Linked DNA regions of Sus scrofa: region 1 is linked to region 2. A link is a contact called in public HiChIP or PLAC-seq data. All regions are on one chromosome and are shown on one strand. The core of a region is the stretch at or near the end of the contact, and the rest is flanking DNA. Distances in the headings are between cores, read along the strand shown. Region 1 holds the start of LIMD2 (LIM domain containing 2). Region 2 holds the start of STRADA (STE20-related kinase adapter protein alpha).

What was found. HiChIP or PLAC-seq counts read pairs in DNA pulled down with a chosen protein or histone mark.
Region 1: a contact with region 2 is called in an H3K27ac HiChIP or PLAC-seq map of alveolar macrophages. The contact joins the promoter of LIMD2 here to the promoter of STRADA in region 2. A contact is called at or near these places in 2 of 47 Hi-C or Micro-C datasets (blood and liver) and 1 of 2 datasets of contacts at active chromatin or transcription factors (alveolar macrophages).

Annotation. Positions count from the first base shown.
Region 1 is chr12:15,221,636-15,228,647 of Sscrofa11.1, reverse strand. LIMD2 (LIM domain containing 2) reads right to left here and starts at 3,298. Exons shown (of 5, transcript NM_001244711.1): 1 at 3,206-3,298; 2 at 2,375-2,469; 3 at 2,145-2,189; 4 at 1,926-2,065; 5 at 951-1,850. The coding sequence starts at 2,416. The coding sequence ends at 1,691. It overlaps STRADA (STE20-related kinase adapter protein alpha), which reads right to left. Exons shown (of 11, transcript XM_021066785.1): 11 at 5,939-6,863. The coding sequence ends at 6,711.
Region 2 is chr12:15,187,660-15,195,198 of Sscrofa11.1, reverse strand. STRADA (STE20-related kinase adapter protein alpha) reads right to left here and starts at 3,406. Exons shown (of 11, transcript XM_021066785.1): 1 at 3,278-3,406.

The DNA of each region.
Region 1 (7,012 bases), core at 2,049-4,548, 34 kb before region 2:
GGTATATCCTTGCAGGGCTGGATCAGGCACCTCCAGGAGTCACCTCACTGGTCTCTGTCCCTGGTCTAGCACTGTTATCGATTAGCTCAGAGCAGAGACCATCCTTGTCTCCAGCTGAGGCCTCTGGTGCAGAGTTGGGCCTGCCCTGATGGGGCTCTCCAGCAACTCTCCTCACACTCTGGGGTGACATTTCTGCTGTTAGCTCTGCCACTTCCAGGGGCAGTGTCTACCACCACACAGTACTGTGACTCACCTGCCACCCGAGTTTGAGGTCCTGATCATTTAGCAACTTAAGGACGCATATGGGGTGGAGGCAGCAGATCCCCCCCAGGAGTCTGCCCTCTTGTTCAACTCACATAGTCCACAGGTGGTTGGGAGGGAATCAGGACAGTTGGGTCTGGGGGTCCCAGTTCCTCCAAGCTTGGCTTGTTTGCTCTGCTGGAAACTTATCCCTCAGAGGAGCAGATGAGCTGTCTCTCTTTAGTCTACTTGGGATGGTGACCACGGCTGCCCCATTCCCTGGAGCTTGAAAAAGCAGGAGGAAGAGGACAGACTGGGAGACCTCTGACAGAACTTACTGGATCTGCTTGTTCCCACCACACCTTCCTGATTCCCAGGGCACAGGGGGTCCAGAGCAGGGTTCGGCAAAAAGATTCTGTCTCACACCCCCACATCCTCAAGCGCAGTAAGGCTTGGCCCCATCACCCACTGCCAGCCTGACCTTCCCAAGGGTGAGGAGCAGTTTCAGTCAGCAAACACTGGGTCTGAAAGCATGGAGACCTGCCTGGGAAGCGTACCCCCTTTCTCAGGCTGCCTGATAGGCCTCTGACACCCATCACCGCCACACCCCACCACCAAAGCCACCGTGCTCTGGGCTGACCCTGTCACCTCAAGTCTGTGTCCTTCCTGTCACAAAGCCCCCCATCCGGCCACATAATACAGAGTCAGGATCTGTTGAAACATGTTTTAAAACAGGTTTGATCACAACAGTCAGAACCAACAGAAATAGGAGAAGAGGGAGCATGGCCCTGCCAGCTCCCCGCCAGTCTTTGTGGCTCTCAGCCTGGCGGATGCTTTAGCTTCTGCTTCTTCAGCGGTGCAAGATGGTCCCAGGCCCACATGGGCATGCCCTGCCTCACCTTTTTTTGGGGGGGGGGGCAGGGCTGCTCCCCTTCCCGCCCCTCCCCGGGGGGGGGGTCCTGGTGGGCACCTGGAGAGGCCCAGCAGGGCGCACCCTGGCTCACCTTCCTCCATTCTCCATGGCTCAGGACCAGGCTAAGGGCAGAGGTAGATGGGGAGACGTGGGGGCTGCCCAGGGCCCCAGGTGGCAGTGAGGAGCTCAGGACCCTGAGGAGGGCATGCTGACTCCTTGCTGGAGAAAAGGCACCTAGATAGGGAAGCTGAATCTGGGGGCCTCCCAAGGGGGCCACGGGGTGAAGTGGGGTAGGCTGAAAGAAGCAGGAAGCAGGGTGCTGAGCAAAGCCCAATCCTGGTTCCCAAACCCCGGCCTACTGAGGGAGAAGAAGAAATCCTGGAGCAAAGCCCTGTCCCCATAACCCTGCCTGAGCAAGATGGCCTCATCCCCTTCCCACCCTGCCCCAACCAAGCCCAAGGTCCAATCTCCCACCCTTCCAACTGCCCGCTCCAGGCCCTCTATGGAGGGAGGAGGGAGGGGACTGCCAGAGGGGCCTCAGGCTGTCTTGGTGCCGGAGTCCACCTCCTTGTGGGCCCAGAGCTCCTTGTGCTGCTTCCGGCCAAAGCCTTCATCGTAGTTGCCTTTGCTCTTAAACAGCTGCTGAAAGTGGGGTTTGCAGTAAAATTCCCCATGCAGCGCTGCATAGCTGCCCAGGCTGCAGAAGCAGAACAGCTGTGGTCAGGACAGGGCAGGACCGGAAGGCCAGGGCGGGGGTAGGGAAAGGGCGCACCTGAGCTTGGTGTGACAGTGCTTGCAGCAGAAGCAAGAGTTGTGGAAAATGAGCTTGTCAGCCACCAGCCGCTCCATGGGGTACACAGTCTTCTGGCAGGCAGTGCAGGTCTCCTTCACCTGGGCCCGGAGGCTGAAGGACTGTTCCAGGAGAGACTCCATCAGGGACCTGACCACCCCCATCCCTTCCTCCCCGCACACGCCAGACGCAGGGCCCTACCTTGGAGCGCTGCACGGTACTGCTTCCTCCGCCGCCTTTGGTTTCCTGAGGGAGAGGGCAGTGGGGCAGGGTCAGCTGAGGAAGGGCCCCCCTCCCACGACCATCACCAGACCAGATCCCAGGGACACTTAATCAAGGAGGGGAAGGGAGACAGGCTGCTCCTCACCCGTTCACCCCCAGGCCAGACACCTGCGGGGATGGAGTGCCCTCCCACCCGGCTGATCACCTACATGAGAAGGGGTGGCCTGGGCGGCTCCTGCAGCCTGGAACATGGCTCGTTGGAGGCGATGGAGGCGCCGGGTGGAGACGCGGCACCCGCAGGGTTCTGCAAGGGGAAGTCGGTTGGGAGGGCCCCACAAGCCCTTCCCCAGCTCGCAGGGTGGGGGTGGGGGTGTTTACAGCAGGGGGCTGGGGGGCTGTGGTTGGGACTTTCCCTAAGTCATTTCCTGTTGCTCTGGGTCTTGCCACTTCCGCCCCTCACCCACCCGCCGCCCCCCTTGGCCAGCCCGCCCCCACGCAGCTCCCCAGGGAACAGGGGTCCCTGAGTGGAACCATGTGTCGGGGGAAGAACAGAGTCAGCGGCAGCGGCTGGGGGAAGGGCTCCGCGCAGCCGCCCGAGCGCCCCGCGAGCTCTGACCTCGCCTGGCGCGAGAGGAGGTCAGCAGAGAGCGGGCCGGGCCAGGGCTGACCCCAGCTCGACGCCACCCAGCTCGGGGCCGAGCACTGCCCGCTCCACCAGCCCAGCCCCTGGACAGCGCTCGCGGGCTGGGCCACCCGCCCGGCGCGGCCAAGCCGCCGCCCGCGCGCCGCGCTCCTCGGCCCCGGCCCCCACTCTCAGGACCCTTGCGGACCCAGCCGAGGGCACCCCTGCCCCGCCCCGGCCCAGAGGCCCGACCCGAAGGACGCACGCTGGCCTCGCAGCCCCGGGCGAGAGCGACGGGCTGAAGCGCTCGGCGTTGGGACCCCGTGGGCGGCGGCCCCAGCGTCCGCAGCCCCCACCTGGGCCGCCGGGATTGCAAGCCGGATGCCGGCCCCTCCCCCGGCCCGCCCGCGAGTCTCACCGGGCCCCGGCCTGTGCCGAGGGGCGGGGGTCGGTCTCCGGGGGACGCCGCGGGTGCGAGGAGCGCGCGGGAACGAGCCGCCGCCGTTGCCAGTGGTCCCTGAGCGGCCGCGGCCGCCAGCGCCTTATCACGGCGCCGCCCCCGCCGGCCCCCGCCCCGCGCCCGCCCATTGGCTCCGCCGCGCCCAGAGCCGCCTCCAGGGCCCCGCGCCGCCGCCGACCCCTTTCTGCGCTTTGTCTTCCCCTCACTCGGCGTCCCTCGCCTTTGTCTACCCCCGCGTCGACCCCGCGCTCTTTGGCGCTCCGCACCGCCCAAAGGCTTCGCGCTCGCTAGCCTCGCGAAACCGGCCGCCCCGTCGGCCCGCTCCGGACGGAGGCAGGGACCCGAGCCCGAGGGTCCGCATCGCAGGCCTCGGGGCGGGGGCAAGCCCAGGTGGAGACGCTGGGGTCGCGGGATGAACGGCGCTCCCGGCGAGGCCCCCGCGGCGGAAAACAATAACCAGGCGCGCCTGGGCCTCTGGCAGCTTCCATTTTCCCGCTCCAGGGGCCCTGCTGCACGGAGGACCCGCGGGGGCGGCCCGGAGGCCCGCCCAGCGACCCCGCGCCTCTCCCACGCCCCCTCGCGCGCGCGCGGAGGCCTCCCGACGCCAGGGGCGCCTGCGCGGCCGCCAAGAAGGCAGAGCGGCCGGGCACGCGGTACAGCCACGCGAGGCGGCGAGGCCTGGCCCGCGCCGCAGGGAGGGTCCCGGGGCCGCGATGTTCAGTCTCCTTCGGCCAGCAGCCCTCCAGCCTTCTCCCGCCGCCCCGGAGACCGGGGCCCGGGAGGCTGCGCCTTTGGCGCCCAGAGGGGCGGCCGCCGCGCTTCCGTTCCTGGGCTTTGTGGGCTTAGTCATCCCCCGCCCCTGAGAGAAGTGAGGTTACCTCTTTCAGAGAAAGATTCCCAGCCTTCATAAAAAGCGAACCTGGGCTCATGCAAACACCACTTGACACAGGGGGGTGAGACCTGAGGATGTGAAGTGACTTGTTCCAAGTACCAAAGCTGGAGCAGCAGGGCTGGCATGAGAGGCCAGGGCTTCTGACCCCGACCCGGCTCCTGACGCGCTGCCCTCTGGCCTAGCCCGCTGCCTGGGCTCCGGCACGCGCTGCAGCAGGTCTGAGGCACGTAGGAGGAACCTGTGGAGCAGAGCCTCGGCCCTGCGGGGAACACAGCCTCTGCGAGGACCCCAGGGACCTGCCCGCTGGGCACCAGGGACTGCTGGGCTGTGCCTGATGCCAGGCTGGAAGCTGTTGCGCGAAGCACAGCCCTAAACATAGCTTGTTTCCACAGTGTGGCAGGAATAGAACTGGCGGCTCCAGAGCGCAGCCCACACGCTTGTCAGGGAACAGAACAGCGCGGCGCCCCCGGCGCCTGGCGGGGGAGTGCGGGAGGCGACAGGCGCCCCCAGCCCCCAGCCGCTCCCTCGGCTCCCTCAGCGCCCGCGCCCCGCCTGGCTTTCCTCCTCAGCCTCCGGGCCCTCTCCGCAGGAAGCTTTCCGCTGGGGCTGAGCTGCAGGCCCCCGGCGGGTGTGGGGGAGAGACTCCTAAAACCCGCCCCGGGCAGCATCTTTCCCGGCCAGGCGCCCACACCTGTCGTCAGGTTCTCCCAGGGGCTGTGCTGAGGCAGGAAAGGTGACGAAGGCCCCGGAGGCACAAGCTGCGCTGCGCGGGGCTGGCACCTGGGCACTCCCCGGCCGCCCGGCCCCAGGCCCCGGCCCGCCCAGGACGTTCCCGGGCTGAAGGGCGGGGTGGAGCCCACGGAAGCAGCACTCTGGGCGCTGAGGATGAGCTAACAGCAAGGTGAAGCAAGCGGTTCAGAGGAAAGAAAACAAGCTGATAATGGTGTTAACAAAAGGGAACTTGAGGTTTAAAGAAAAAAAAAAAAACCACACATGAGCTGAGTGGGACGGTTGGAAATAAACGTGACCTGGCCTTGTCCTCCCTCCGCCATGTCAGGTTCCCCACTCCCTCACCGCTGGGGCCATTCCCTTCTCGTCCATCCCTGCGACTGCCCAAGGGAAGAGGTTTTCCATTTTTGAAACTGGTGTTAGAATTTCTGAGGAAAGTGAGGGCATCAGATGGGTCAAAGCAGCTACAAGGGAGAGGGAGGGGCACTTCCTTGATCTGACATCTGAAGTGCCTGAGCTAGAGAGGAGCACACACCCTGCACGGACTGGCCGGGGGTGCTGGGGCGGCTGCTGGGAAGCACCACAGAGGAGAGAGAGGTGAGAATCATCCCCTGGCCGCCAGCCAGCATGATGGAGAGGGGCCGGCTGGTTCTTAGGTTACCTGCTCTTTGAATATTACTTCCAACGGTAAGGAGACACCATGCATCTCGTTACAAAACAAAGTCCTCCACCTCCTTTCCTGCCAAAGCTGAGCCTCTTCTGCCTGGACTCCAGTGGCCCTGCAACAGGTCCTGCGGAGGGGCTGGTCTCCAGCACTTCGACATTTCCAGCCGCAAGGTGGTTTGCTGGCCACAGGCTAAAATTAATGGCTTCAACATTAGAGAGTTAAGAGACAAATCTATTACGGGTTTTAACAGAAATGTGTGTGTTGCAAGGCTGTCTAGCTAATGAAAGAGGTCACTGCCGTGTTCCCACAGCACTGGTGGGATCACGCTCTTCTTCGGATGGCAGAACCCAGGGCGGGATGACTCATGTCCAAGCCTGCGTGGCCAACACACATCACTCTCCAGTGGACTCTCTGGAAATTTTAATTTGTTCTGGCAAGTAAACTAACACAGCAGAAGCACTGGCCCTCAGGCGAGGCAAGACATTATGGCCCCTGGAGGAAGCACTGAGGCAGCTGGCAGGAGGCAGCAAGATGGACTCTTGGTGGGAAAGGAATGAGCTCCACAGATGAACCAACGGAAGGTTTTAGGTATCAGGGCCCAAGCGAAAAGGGGGATGATGACGGCCTACCTCAGCTTTCACCTAGTGCTTCAAAAGAAAAAAAAAAATAATAAAATAAAATACCCTTCCCTTCAGTTATTAGGAAGAGGTCTGAGGGGAGGGGGTCTTATTGCTTGCCCCTCCATGGACCTATAGGATCCGAGAGCAGAGGCAAAAAATGGAACTAGGCTGGTAGGAGAGCTAGAGTGGGAAGAAGTCTTACAGCTCTGGGTGGGTGTCTTAAGTCCTGGGCTTGGACTTCAGCCCCCAGGCCGGAGCAGCATCTCTTCCTTCTGAACAAGTCAGGTCACCTGAGCTCACAGGCCTGGGAACGTCAGCTTTCCGGCCCCTCCCGAGCCCTGGTTGTTGGGGCTCCCTTGTGTCTCAAAAGCCTTGGAACAGTAATGCCAAGTTTCTCTCCAGGAGTTTCCTTCCCAGTCAGTAAGCAGCCAACTCTCCTGGCAGAAATATCCTTTCCCCAGGCTGCACCCAGGCGTGTGGGGATGTGGCCAGCCCTTGGGAAGGGTCCCTGGAGGTTCACGGCCTGGGATGAGGACGCGCACCTTCTTCGGAGGCTCAGAACTCCCAGTCGTCCACCTCCAGCTCTTCCAGGTTTGTTACCAGGCCAAAGATTCCACTGGGATCTTGAGACTGGCTGCCCTCAAAATTGGTGATTGGGGTGACAGGACGAAGTAGCTCAGGCAGAGCCTCTGAGGCACGTCGCTTGATCTGGGGGAGGCGAGAGTTGGGGGTGGATCCTGTTGCTTTGAGTCCCAGGACTCCAAGGGGCAAGGGACCAGGGCCTGGGGACAGATGGGCTGTTGGGGCCAAAAGTCTCTATGAGAGGGAGGAGCCACGCCTCTGAGGGGCTTTGGAAA
Region 2 (7,539 bases), core at 2,157-4,656:
AGGAGGGGTTTTATGCAGCAGGCAGTAGGAAGTCAGTGCAGGTTTTAAACAGAAAGGTGACACAAAACCGAGGTCTAAGGTAGTGTCTCTTAAACTTGACAGTGCATGCAAATCACCTGAGGATCTTGTTAAAACGCAGGTTTTGATTCCGAAGTTCTGGAGTTGGAGCCTCGTTGTTCTAACAAGCTCCCATAACGCTTGTAATGCTGTTGACACATGGACCACCATAATGACTAACAACTAAGACGCCTTGTTCTAAGGAACATTCTAAGGAGTATTAACCCACAAAGGGAAGGAGAAGGGGAGGTGAAAATAACCCAGAGAAAGGAGTGCCAGTTAGAATACAATTACACTGGACCACCACTGCGGTACTAAGAGCCCCTGGCAGAGGGAATGTTAAGAAACAGGTGGATAGGGGAGAAGGAAAAAGAAAGAAATTTAGTAAGGACACCATAAGCCATCTAGCCTTATCCTCTACTCTTTGGAGGAATGGCTTTTAAAAACTCCTGGATATAAGGTTAGCTGGTCTCTGCTTGAAAACTCATGCCAGAGACACACTGCCTAATCAAGGAACCCATTCTACCTGTCAGCAACTCTGATGGCACCGTTTTTCTGTGCTCAAGTAACTGAGAAAAGAATAGTGTGTCAAAGACAAAGTAAGAAAGCTCCGAGGTGGAAGTGGCTTTCGGGGAAAGATAAGTTTGAGTTCTCAAGTCATACTGAAGTTGAGAAGAGAATTAAATATCCCAAGGGGAAAGACACAGCCTTCCGTTAGAAATGTTAAGACCAACGCTTAAAAGAGGGGTTGGAGATGGCTATGTGGACTTGGGAGTTGGCAGCTAAAGCTATAAAGTGACAGAAATTCAGTCAAGAAGAAAGTGGTGAGAGAAAAGCAGACGGCCGGGGAGCAAGTTTTGCCATAGGTCCATACTCAGGACAGCGCTTGAAAGACAGGTGGGAAACGGAGCTCCGAGGGAAAATTTTAAAGATCCTGCATCCCCTTGTGGACCACTTTCACTCTCCCAGTCTGGTTTATTTTTCCATTTGTTTTTTCATCCACAGCATATGGAAGTTCCTTGGAGCCCAGGAAATGCTGTATCCTTAACCCTTAACTCACGGCACCAGAGGGGATCAAACCTGCACCTCCGCAATGACCTGAGACACTGCAGTGTCTTTAACCCACTGTGCCACTCGGGAACTCCTGGTTAATTTTTATGTGCCCCTCACTACTCCTCTTAGGTGTCTGGTGCTACAGGAAGTCCTCCCTGAGGGCAGCTGCCGCCAACCTATGTTAGGTATTTGGCCTTTTGTATTCCACCCTTATACGCACCACACTCTTAACTGCCTACTTATCAGCTTCCTCCTCTAGAGTAGAGACGCTGTGAAGGTAGAGAATACCTCTTGTTCAGTCGTGCATTCCCAGGGGCTACTGTGCCCAACACCTAACATGGGCACTCCTCCATCTGCTAATTTAACAATTGTAAAAATAATAAAAGCAGCAAGCACTTTAGGTGAACTTATGTGCCAGGATCTGTGCTAAATGCTTCACGTAGATCAGCTCACAGTAAGTATTATCATCCTCGTTTTATAGATCAGGATATTAAGACTCAGGTTAATACCCAAAGTTACACAGACAAGTGGTAGAGAACTCAACAGGTTTGTTCCAAAGCCTGTGCTCTAGAAACTGTGAGTGATAACACGGGAGAAGTGTCGAGTCTGTGTGTGCCAAGATATGATGACTGAAAAGCCATCACCTGATTTGACAATGGTGCTGACCAGATGCCAAACAGTGTAGAAAGAATTCCTTTTCTTGATTTAGTTTTTTCCCTTTCCCCTATTTTCATCACTGGTTTTCTAAACTTCCTCCATGTCTGGGATTACAACTATACACAATGCATTTGAGCCACAATACCTCTAAGAAACCTAGTTCAAGGGTGGGGAGGAAGAGATATAACCAGTTCAGTACTTATGGGTGAATAGGCTCCTGGCCTGAGGCAGATAATCAGAAAAGATTTAGTTTCTTCAACTCTCAGGGAGGAGAAATAGTCTTGAGGGGGGGACGCCAAAGAAAAACACCAGTCAGTCGATGAAAAACTGTCTTAATGCCACAAATACATACTGGAATACGGTTCTACTCCAACAGATATTTCAATAAGAAAAGGACCAATTCGAACAGCTTTTCCTCTCTTGGTAAAAATCAAGTTAGAATATGCTAGGATATCTTGGCACTTCTCCTAGCAGAGAAGTTCCCTATTTCCAGAAAACGTGAACAATTTTATTTCACCACTCCCCTTCTCTCGCGCTCACTTACCCACCCACACCCCAAATCGACTGTGGGCGCTTAAACATTTTGAAAAGCAAGACAATTAGAAGCTCTACTTAGGTTGATTCAGGGAATACTCTTTCCTAACAAGGACCTGACCTACCTAGCCTGGGATGAGATGGGGATGCGGGACCGGGGACGCGGGGGGGGGGGTTTCGGGGAGAGTGCAGCACTAGGATACGCCGCCGCCTCTTAGCTTCATCAAGACAAACCGCCACCTGGGCCGCAGGTTTCCCACCTGAAAATCAGGGGAGAAGGGAGGGAAAGCACGCTCGCCTCTTCTGCCCGGAAACTCCACTCGGGTGTGTCTGGGCCTGGCCCAAGCCTATTCTGCTCTCCGGCTGCAGCCCCTCACTGCGGGAACCGAGAAGGATTCGGGTGAAAAGGGGCCCGTGAAGGGCGAGAGGGTGCTCGGGATGGCCGCTCTGAAAGAGGGTGCCCCTGAGAAGATGTAATTGGCATCAGAGCGAGGAACGACTGATCCCTGGAGCGCACCAGGCGGTCCCGCCAGCCCGGTACCTGGTCCTGGAGTAAGCAAGCAGTCCCGACCCAGTCTCAGCTCCGCCTCCTTAGTTTACCGCCGCGCTGCCGCCGGGCCGGTTGCTGGGAGGAGGTACGCAACGTGCCATGCGCAGTAGAGGGACCCGGGGAGGGCTGGTAGAGAGCTCCGCCCTGCCTCGGCCCCACCCCGGAGCTGGACAGGAGGCCCCGCCCAATCACTCCAAGGAGCGAGGGAGCCCGGTCCCTGCTCCTCTAGGCGGGGCGAGGAGGAGCGAGGAAGCTCCTCGTTGCCCCGCCCCACCAGCGCGGGAGAGGAAGCCCCGCCCCGGGGCGCCGCAAGTGGGGGCAGTTCTGCCTGAGTCCCGCGTGGCTGCCGTGCGGAGGGTCCTCAGCCGCGCCCCGCGGAAAGCGGTTCTCCAGTTCTGAGTTAACCTTTTTACGCGCAGCGCATACCTGAGGGCTTTCGGCCTCCAGCAGAAGGGACCCGTTTCTCCCGTGTGTGGAAGCCAAAGACCTAGCTTGTCGTCGGTGTCGGCTCGGGGTCCGAAAAGGGCTGCCAGAGCTTCCGTCGCGCTGCAGGAAGGAAGTGGGATGATTTCAACAATCAAGAGTCAAGGGAGCTAGAGTAAGGCACGGCAACACTGGCTGCTGATTTGGCTACTTTGAGTACTTTTTTTGGGTGCCTTTCCTTTCGTGTGATGGGATTTTAGTGGAAAAAACAGCCTCATACTCTCAAAGGCCCTTCACTTTGGCCTCCGGGGCACCGGATTGACAGGCTTCAAAGGGGAAAGCCATCCTCTCTCTGTGGCACAGATTCCTTATCTGTAAAAGGAGGAAAATACCTGAACCAATGAGAACTATCTTTATTCCCCCCTCTGGATCTTTGTCCTGGATCCTTTGTACAAGGTTTTTTGGTTTGTTTGTTTTTTTGGTGGTGCCCGGGGCATGCGGAAGTTCCCGAGGCAGAAAAGGAACTCGCGCCACAGCTGTAACCAGAGTCACAGCAGTGACAAGGCTTGATCCTCAACCCCGCTAAGCCACCAGGGAACTCCCGGTTCTGGATCCTTTGACCCACAACTCTGTCTGCAGAAACGTGTCAGGTTCGCCTTGGTGGGGAAGCTAGCCTAAGCAGAGGCATGCAGCTCTTGAGAAAGGATGAAGCAATAAATGATGGAGCAAGACTCCTTCTGTGAGACTTTTTTTAGTGACTCCGCCCACGCTGGTGGGGGTGGGGTGGATCCCAAAATGGACATACTCCCTCAAGTAATGAACACTCACCCCTACCAGCTATGACCCTTGGCACACATTCATGCTGGTCTAACTTCCAAGATGGGGGAGAAGTTCAGCTACCTTCAAACAGGGGCTGTCGGAAATGTGCAGCGAAACTGAAATGTGAACTTTGCCAGTGCATCTCAGCGTCTCACTAAATTTTACCCACATCACTTTGATCTCATCTAGTGCTTTATAACATTCCAAAGCAGTATCCTCACTATTCTCTGTCAAATAAGATAACTTTTTTTTCAGCAGCAGACTTGGCAAATTTACAAAGCAAGACAGTAGCAGAAATTGAAGTAAAATTCCCTGCAATGTTTTCCATTTGTTTGGTCTTGCCCACGGCATATGGAAGTTCCCAGGCTAGGGATCAAGCTCATGCCACACCAAGGACCTGAGCTGCCCTGCAATGTTCTTTTCAAAAGACCTTCTTCACCTGTTGTCTTTAGAATCAAGGGTATTAGAGGAGTCAGTGCCTGAAAAGATGACAAACATTTTTTTTTTTGCCTTTTTTTAGGGCCACACCTGTGGCACTCGGAGATTCCCAGGCTAGGGATCAAATCGGAGCTGCAGCTGCTGGCGTACACCACAGTCACAACAATGCAGGATCTGAGCCACGCGTCTGCAGCCTACGCCATAGTTCAGGGCAACTCGGAATCCTTAACCCACTGATGGAAGCCATGGACAGAACCCACAACCTCATCATTCCTAGTCATATTCGTTTTCGCTGCACCACAACGGGAACTCCCAGTGCCAAACTTGATGCAGCCATCACAATGGGGAATTTAAACATGGTAGTACTTGCCATCTAATCCCCAGCCCAATAGCTATGTCATTTCCTAACTGGATGTCAGTTGGTCAAAGTGGCTAAAAGATTTTCGAATCTTCTTGACTGCACACAAAAGCTAGTTGGGCAAACTTTCAGCCTTGACTCTGTTTCAGGGAGCAAATTTCCTTGCAAAAGGGCATACTAAAGCCAGATAACTCAGAAAATGGGTGTAGTGAAAGGTCAATTTTCAGAGTTTACAAACATAGTCTCCTCTTGCTTTGCTTTTGAGTCCTGGAATGTACAAGCTCCCTAATGTTTTCCACTTACGTTTAATAAGGGTGGGAATCTCCAAGATCTTTGGAGCTTTCCGAAACCTGCTTGAAGATTAGAGGAATGGAGAAGGACTGAAGATCCTGGCTGTTTTGTTTTTAACTCTGAGCATCCAGCTTAAACTGAGTGCACCTGCCCTCTTCAGGATAAAATTGACTGTGAGAAAGGTAAAACTAATTGCCTAGAATACTCAAGTGAGAACTAGACACTTACAATGTATAGTTTAACAAGTTGGGGAGGATTATTTATAGAGCATTCTATATGTTAAAGAACTTAAAAAAAAAAAGTTTTGGCCACACCCACAGTATATGGAAGTTCCTAGGCCAGTGAATCCAAGCTGCAGCTTTGGCAATGCTGGGTCCTTCACGTGACCCCTGGGCTTCAGCGGGAACTCCTCAAAGCACTTTTTCCATTTCGTTTTTATGGCCAAACCCACAGCACATGGAAATTCCTGGGCTAGGGGTTGATTTGGAGCTGCAGCATATGCCACAGCAATGGCAACACTGGATCCTAGGTACATCTGTGACCTATGCTGCAGTTTTTGGCAGCACTGGATCCTTAACCTGCTAAGTGAGGCCAGGGATCTAATCTGCATCATTATAGAGAGAGCTCCAGGTTCTTAACCCTCTGAGCCACAGGAATGCCTCAAAGCACATTAGATAAGGGAGAGTAGATAGATAATGCCACTTATTGATGAAGAAAGAGACTTGTTAAAGCATTAGGACAGCACCTGGGTCCCTATCCCTGGAGCCGAAAAACTGGCTTCAATTCTAGCTTTGCTACAACCTTGCTAAGTGGTACAGTTACATGCAGGAAAAAGAGGTAAAATAAATCAATTTAAGCATTTAAGTTGAAAATATGATAGGAAAATAACATTCTCCCTTAGGCAAAGTGATATAACATAATCTAGGCAGATGTACTATTATCTGATTTCCAAATAACACCTATTCAGAGTTTCCGCTGTGGCTCAGTGGTAAAGATCCTGACTAGTGTCCAGGAGGATGCGAGTTCGATCTCTGGCCTCGCTCAGTGGGTTAAGGATCTGGCATTGCTGTGGCTCTGGTGTAGGCTGGCAGCTGCAGCTCCAGTTTGACCTCTAGCAGGTACAGCCCTAAAAAGACAATAACAAAACAAAAAACATTGGCATCCACATAGCAGCCATGGAAGTAAACACGTTAAAAGGACTGGGTGTCTTACATAAATAAATGTTACACTACTTGGAAAAACAGGTGAAACTAAAGAGCACAATTAATTTTAAAAGATGAACTTAAAAAAAACCAATGTCCATTAAAAGCAGTACAGTAGTAGACACAGGTTCTTCTTTTTAGGAAAAACAACAACAAAAAAACAACGAGGGAGTTCCCGTCATGGCACAGTGGAAACGAATCTGACTAGGAACCATGGGGTTTCAGGATTTGATCCCTGGCCTCGCTCAGAGGGTTGGGGATCCAGCGTTGCCGTGAGCTGTGGTGTAGGTTCCAGACGAGGCTCGGGTCTGGTGTTGCTGTGGCCCTGGCATAGGCTGGCAGCTGTAGCTCCAATTAGACCCCTAGCCTGGGAACCTTCGTATGATGCGGGTGCGGCCTTCAAAAGGCAAGAAAAAAAAAAGTACAGCCTTTTACCCTCACACCAAAACCAACAGATCCTTGTACAACACTGTTCTAAATAACTTTCACATTGCCAATTCCGATTGAATGGGTGGAATAAGAATACCAATTAATGTGTTTCTTTGATCTAAGTCCCATCTAAATAAGAGTTTCACATCCAGCACCTGACAAGGAAACAGAATTGTAAACTGTCCCCTATCCCCATCCTCCCAGCACCCTCGACAAACCCTGTCAAGTTTTGCAGATAAAATTAGAGAACTCTGAAAGGATCTGCTTGGTTTCCACTGGGAGAAAGAAAAGCGAAAATATACCACTTGGAGAACAGGCCTTGATGGTACCTTATATTTTAATTTATTTTATATTTTCACAACTTTTTTGGTAACTATAGTTTTTTTTTGTTTTTGGTCTTTTTAGGGGTGCATCTGCAGCATATGTAGGTTCCCAGACTAGGGAACAGCCACAGCCACAGCAACGTTGGATCCAAGCCGCGTCTGCAACCTAAACACAACTCATGGCAATGCCGGATCCTTAACCCACTGAGCAAGGCCAAGGATCGAACCTGCAACCTTATGGTTCCTAGTCAGATTCGTTTCCACTGTGCCACGAGGGGAACTCCCGTACTTTACATTTCAAAAGTGCTATCATCTATGGGACAAATTTACATATACTACCTCTTGTTGTTAACCTCCATGTGAGGGAGGCAGAGAAAAGAATGACTATCCCTAGTTTGCAGAAGG